2 separate regions of the Sus scrofa genome follow, and region 1 is linked to region 2. The links are chromatin contacts, called in public HiChIP or PLAC-seq maps. All regions are on one chromosome and are shown on one strand. The core of a region is the stretch at or near the end of the contact, and the rest is flanking DNA. Distances in the headings are between cores, read along the strand shown.

Region 1 (3,122 bases), core at 317-2,816, 78 kb before region 2:
AAGAAGTACCATTCCTATACTTCTTGAGCTTCAACAATACAGGTTATAAATGATTAAGAAATCAGTTGTGAACACCTACTCTTGAGTTTGCAGGAAACTCTCCACTATAGCACAAGTTGTAAGGCATGTGATATTTACATTTTATTCTTATAACCCTGGGACTAGTACCAGGCTATTAACACACCCTTGGAGAGCAGCAAAGAATAAAAATGTGCATCTTACTGTCAACTTTAGATGTTCAGGCAGTAAGTCTTTCAGCTGAGCAATGCATTCATTAATTCGGTCTCTTCTTTTCTTTTCTATTAATCTGTGCGGTAATTTGTAGGTATCCTTAATACATGAGAGTCATGGAAGAGAGAAAACAATAAACTAAACATTCATTCACTGGATTTAACAATACCCTGCCATCCTCCCCCCAAAACATACTATGTGAGAAACTATGCCCAAGAAACCTCTTTCCTCTGGACTGTTCTGAAATGCAATTTAAATTCAGGTATGATGTTTAAACTCCCCCTGAGAGTATCCAGCAAACCACTTAAAATTCAGTTGGGGAAGCTCAAGATCTGTAATATATTTGCGGGCAGACTTCCCTGTTAAATCAATGGCCCTAATTAACTATCCAGGCAGGTTAAGAGGAACGTCGGAAACTTACACTTACCTTGCTATCGTCTCGCTTCATGCTCCTTTTGGGCTTACACATATACAAAGAGGAATAATCCAGTCTGCAAAATAGAAATCAGCATCAGGAACCCATTCCGAGAGGGGCTCTGCCCTCCCCGCTCCATACCACTTTCTGGAGAAGAAAAAAAAAAAAAAAAATCAAACTGAAGCCTAGACAGATATTCGCAAGGGTGCGTGCACCTTACCCTATAAAATCTCTATGTTCCAGTAACTGTCTTTCTTGCAAATGAGGAATTCCTTCGTCCATGTTCAATCGCTGTCCGTTTCCTCTGTTTCGATTTTTGGGGTTCTGTTCTATAATCTGTGGGACGGTAGCCCTGGGAGATCCTGGGGGGAATCTGTACGTCTCCAGTCTCTCTCTCTCTCTCCCTCTTCAGTGCAGTGTTGAAAGTGTGAAGCAGTTGGTCCCCCCCTCCCTCCGCGCTCGCTCTCTCGCACACACACGCACACACACGCACGCACACTCGCGCTGGCTCCACTGCGCTGGTAGTTTGCTCTCACTCCGGGCAGTGTTTGGCCACAGGGCACGCGCGTCGCCGGCCAGACCAGCACCCAGCTCACGTGCGGAACGTACCATCCGCGGTCCAGCCCGGAGGGGGGCGGGGGAGGAGGGGCCGGGCCAGGAGGGGGCGTCGGGAGAAGGCTGCTAGGGAAGGCGGACGGCGGGAGGGGGCGGGGACACCTGATCAGGGCCACCGGAAAGGAAAAACAACTTCAGCCAGGCTATTAAGCTTCCCCAAGGCAGCGCAGTCAGCTGGGGGAGTGGGAGGGGGCGCCCGGGGGTGCGGGGCAGCTTGGGCTTCCTCCGCTGGGAAGTGCGACTCCTTCAATCCGTCTGTCCTTACGGATAGGAACGTGAACGTGGCTTTTTACTTTTCCACAGACTGTGCTGTTGGTTTGGACCAGAGAAAGGAAAGAGAAAGAGAATTCGCGATGGGTCAACTTCAGTCCCGAAGGACAATTTGGAGACTTGTTTGCTTACGCTCAGTGGCCTGGGGGGACCCCTAGACCTGATTGGAGGTTGCCCCCAAAAGGGACAACATGAAATCTGCTCCCCGAGAGATTTAAGATAAGTGAAAATGTAGCCACTGGGTCAGAATGTCGCAATCCAAGTGTCTTTCTGCCCCACAGTGTCCAAACTTCCCGCAGCAGCCGGAATTGCGGTGCCACTAATCACAGCCACAGATGACGACGTTTGGGTTCTCAGGAGCTCCCTCAGGAACGCGGCGGGGAGGGAGGGGAATAGGATGGGGTGGCAAGAGAGGGGCTCCCGCGAAAAAGCAATGCAGCATTACCAATCGCCCGCTAAGCCCCGCCGCCCCTCTGCGCCTCGGGTGGCGCTGCGCACTTTCCCCGCCCCTCCCCCTTCGTGTGATAAGAGACGCCGGGAGTGTGCAGAGCCCACGTTTACTACCGCTGGTACCTCCAAAGCCTCCCTCCTTAATCCTGTCTCAAACGGGTACCAGCACAGGGCCAGCAACGTGATCCGACCTGCCGCTGCTGCCACATCACTGCACGGGGAACCCGCGCGCGCGTGTGCGCGTGCGCGCGCTTGCCCTGCAGCCTCGGTGCCCCGCTCGGGGAAAGCACAGGCCACCTCGAACCGGGCTACCTTTCCCCAGAGCCATCCCCGGAGCATGACTCACTGCTAGTGAGAGTTACCGGGAGGTGCCCGCAGTTGCGCACTGCCCCTGGTGCCTGGCGCAGCGGGCCGCAAGGGACATCGGAGACCGAGGGAAAGCGCGTCCTGCGGGATTCCCAGGTCTCCGGGCCCATTGCCCCCACTGGGTCTGCCAGGAGGGGATAGGGAGAATATATATTAATCTCTCTCCTATCTATCTATCTATCTATCTATCTATCTATCTATCTATCTATCTATCTATCTATCTATCTATCTATCTATCTACATAGATATCAAACCAAAAGTCTTTCCTGCCTGCATTCTCCTGGGTGATCCCCGAAATAGTCATTACTGCCACTGGCACGTGAACCAAGGCGAGAAGTACGCCGAATGCACGCGAACCCGGGCGCAGCAGGGACTTGGGGCCGTCGCTACGTGTCCCCCGGCCCGCCCCGCCGAGCGCGGGTTCCGGGGACGGATCTGGGTCGCGGGAAGCGGCGGCTGGAAGGAGGTCACGTGTCTGCGGGAGTCGTGCCTCTTCCCCGCCTCCAGGAGCCGCCGGGGCCGCGGCCGCGCTGCTGCAGTCTCCCGAGTCCTGGGCGGAGACGCGCGGCGTCTGGCTTCGTGACTCCGGCGGCGGCGGCGGCGGCCCAAGCTCACCCCAGCGTGAGGAGACGCTCGCGGTCTGTCCTCTCAGAGGGCCGTTTAAGGTCCCTCGACTTTCTCCAATGGGGAGACGTATTTTGCACCAAATAAGCAATTCAATAATGATCATACTTAAAAAGAAAAAAGTATTTTTGAAATACTGATTTTATTTTAT
Region 2 (3,374 bases), core at 151-2,650:
TTTGTCTTTTCTGCTGTTCTCAGTCAGACACAAGTCACATGGGTACCTTGGTGTAACATCAGCTTTTGTCTGTTCTCACTAGAAATCCTAATGGTGAAATGGCCTTAAAGCTGACAATGACCTTATCTCTGCCCCTCTGCTCCTCTTGTGAGAGTGAGCGCTGCTTCTACTGCTTCTAGGTGGACACTGGGATGTGTGGTTTGGTTTCTCCTTTTTAAGCTACTGCATTTGTTTCATGGACCACATTTTTTCACTGATCCAGAAGAAAGGTATAAAGAACACACTGAAGTTCATTAAAGAAAAGAAAAAAAAAAGAATATATTTCAGGCCTTCAGAGGTAACTTTTTGGGGACTTGGCAGTTTACAAAGAGAATTGATGATGATTAGTTTCTAATTCTGTGGAGACGAAGCAGGGAGTTAGATTTTCTTTAAATTAGCTGATAGCAAACAATCTAGGAGGAAGCTTTATCCTAACATCTTGGTGACATCATTTATTTTTTAATACAGCTTTCTCAATGCTCAAATGACCATACCAAAGTAGATATAAATACTCCAAAGTAATGGGATCATTTCTTAGTGGTTTCACTGAAATTGCTTTAAGTGCTACTGAGGAGAGGTATGTGGGAATAAGAATAATCGCTTTTATTGATTTGTTCGGGGACATTAGACAGGAACCAAATCTACCTCGGGCATCCTTATTTTCTAGCACATTGTAGGTGCTTTAAAAATATCTCGAAAGTGGACTGAGTTAAATTGTACATGTCTAAGGTGTAAAACAATCCCCAGAGGCACTGTTGTGATCAGCCAAGGCCAGGCTGGAGACTGTATAGACTATTAAGAGAGCTTTGAAAAAGAAATACACGTGAGAGAGTTCACAATTGGCCCAGTGTCTCTATAAACAGTTATTTCAAAAGCAAATACTTCACTGGGAAAAATACCTTGATTTGTCAACTGGGTTGCAGAATTTAAGAGAAGAGCCCACGCCTTGGTTGGAAAACCGAGAACAATTTAACTTTTGGAAACAACTTCACAGCTCGGAGCCTAGCAACGCCTCTTTTGGATTCAACTGTCTGTTAATTAAATGATTTAAACATTCATCACCTTGGATTGCACCTCTCCCAAAACGAAAACAAACCCGAAAAAATCCTGGGGTTTGGAGTGAGGAAAATAACACACACAGACGCGCACACACGCATATGCGCACATACAGGCGCGGGCACCCGCAGCCTGCCTAAAGCGCGTCGGGTTTAGGAGGCACCGGGCAACCCCGCCCGGCCAGGCAGGCGCTGCGTCCCGCCCGGCGGGTTGGCAGTTGATGACCCCCCTCGACTCCCCCTCCGCCGCGGGTCCCCGTGGCCTTCAGAGGCTCGGCGAGTCCCTCCAAATGTTTTCCATATTTGTTCAGCCTCCGTAACTCGCCGAGCAGTGCTGGCGCGGCCCGCCCCGCGCCGCCCTCGCCGCCGCCCCCGCAGCCGCCATGGGCAGGGAGCTGCCCGGCCGAGGCGCGCGGAGCCAAGGGGGGCCGCCGGCCGCTGACGCCGCCGAGCCCGACGACATGGGGCCGAAGAGGGGCGCGGGGGCCCCCAAGGAGTGCGGGGAGGAGGAGGCCCGGACGTGCTGCGGCTGCCGGTTCCCGCTGCTGCTGGCGCTGCTGCAGCTGGCCCTGGGCATCGCCGTGACCGTGGTGGGCTTTCTCATGGCCGGCATCAGCTCCTCCCTGCTAGTCAGAGACACTCCATTTTGGGCTGGGATCATTGTAAGCATCGAGTCTGTTTTGCCTGAGCGCGTTTGCCACACAGGAATGCCACGCCGCATGGTCGAGTTACCACTAACCCACCTGCATGCGCCCTTCCCCGGCTCCACGCCTCTAACTCGCGCTCCGCTTAGTGACCGATGCCCGCCGCCCCGGGTCCGCCCAGGGCGGCGGAGCTCTTGCCCTTGTCCTGCTTGTCGCTCTCAACACCTCCGACAGGCCTGAGCCTCACGCGCTGGAGCTGGGGAGGCGAGGCACAGGCTGCTTATTTTGATCACATTGAACAGCCCCGGTAACAACAGCAGATTCACTTCTGGCGTTTTTCTTCTCCAGACCCCACCTCGTCCCTACAGAAGTGGCGAAAAAGTGAATAAGTTCTTCCTGTAAAAGCAAGTTAGGAAAAAAGCCTGTACTTGGAGGGGCCACATCGGGTAGAATCGATTCGATTTTTTTAAGTCTGAGGTTCCATTAGTAAGTTTTTATTAAAACAGTGGTCGAAGGCAGGAAATGCAAATACAGCAAGTACTGCCTTAATCCACTGGAGTCTAAAGTGGGATAAGCCCGGGGCGCTGGCCCTGGCGGGAGTCTATTTGGGACTCTGCTAACGGATGTACTGTTCTAAGCAGAGCACGATTCAGCTGTTGTGCGTGCATGTTGGGACACAGCATACTTGCCTTAATTGCATGGATTCTCTGATGTGAAATGGGTGCCATTTATTGAGCACCTACTGTGGGCCTGTCCTGCTGGACACCTTACGTATCTGTTTTGTAATCTCCACAGCAGCCTTATGGAGTAGTTATTATCCTTTGATTTCCCAAATGAGAGAACCAAGGGCAGACTCACCCCGGGTCGTGAGGTGGCAAATCAGAGAAGTTGATTCCTTTTTGCAGCAGGCTCCATCTGTATTTTCCTCATTGAGCCGCATTGCTACCAGATTTGTTTGCGATTTTAATATGATAGCGCCCCAGGCTTACAAAATTCTCTTTCATGTGCACTATTTCATTGGATTCATGAAACAACACTTTGAGGAGGGAACTGTTATCTGTGGACAGGAGGAAACAAGCTACGGGAAGTTAAATGACATTCTCAAAGCCCAGAGGTGAAAAGTGGCAAAGCCGAGGGAGACCTGAATGGACCCTCTGGCTCCTAGTCTCATATGGCTTCATTACTGCTATCACTGACCACACAAACTAGAACTCATAAAACAACCCTCAAAATAATTGTGCATCGGGGACAGGTGTTAAAAAACCTGATTAAATATGCATCGATGCAGGTATTTTCTAATTAAGAGTATTTGAGCTCACAAATTCTTGCAGAGTAATTTAAAACTTTTAATTTGTGTACGAAGAATCCCCCTGAAATTATCATGATTGGAGTTTTCTAAATCGAGTGATTTTAAAAATAGCTTTTCGCTAAGATATATTGGGTATGTTAGTCACTTCAATAACTGTCAACATACTCAGAGGGGGGAAAATATGTCTTTAAGGCTAGGTGAATTAAAAGCAGAAAGGGATGAAAACTTCTCATTCGAGGATTTTAAATATCATTTGCATATACATTATCTCTCCTTTCTTTATTTCAACTTTAAAAAGTCCAGGAATGAGAAAGAAAATTGATCGGG

Evidence for each region. HiChIP or PLAC-seq counts read pairs in DNA pulled down with a chosen protein or histone mark.
Region 1: a contact with region 2 is called in an H3K27ac HiChIP or PLAC-seq map of alveolar macrophages. The contact joins the promoter of BHLHE41 here to the promoter of SSPN in region 2. A contact is called at or near these places in 1 of 5 promoter capture datasets (liver), 12 of 47 Hi-C or Micro-C datasets (brain, embryonic fibroblasts, fetal heart ventricle and 8 more) and 2 of 2 datasets of contacts at active chromatin or transcription factors (alveolar macrophages and skeletal muscle).

The regions. Positions count from the first base shown.
Region 1 is chr5:47,686,106-47,689,227 of Sscrofa11.1, reverse strand. It overlaps BHLHE41 (class E basic helix-loop-helix protein 41), which reads right to left and starts at 1,566. Exons shown (of 5, transcript XM_003355541.4): 1 at 867-1,566; 2 at 659-722; 3 at 223-330. The coding sequence starts at 928.
Region 2 is chr5:47,607,356-47,610,729 of Sscrofa11.1, reverse strand. SSPN (sarcospan) reads left to right here and starts at 1,400. Exons shown (of 3, transcript XM_003126415.4): 1 at 1,400-1,756. The coding sequence starts at 1,478.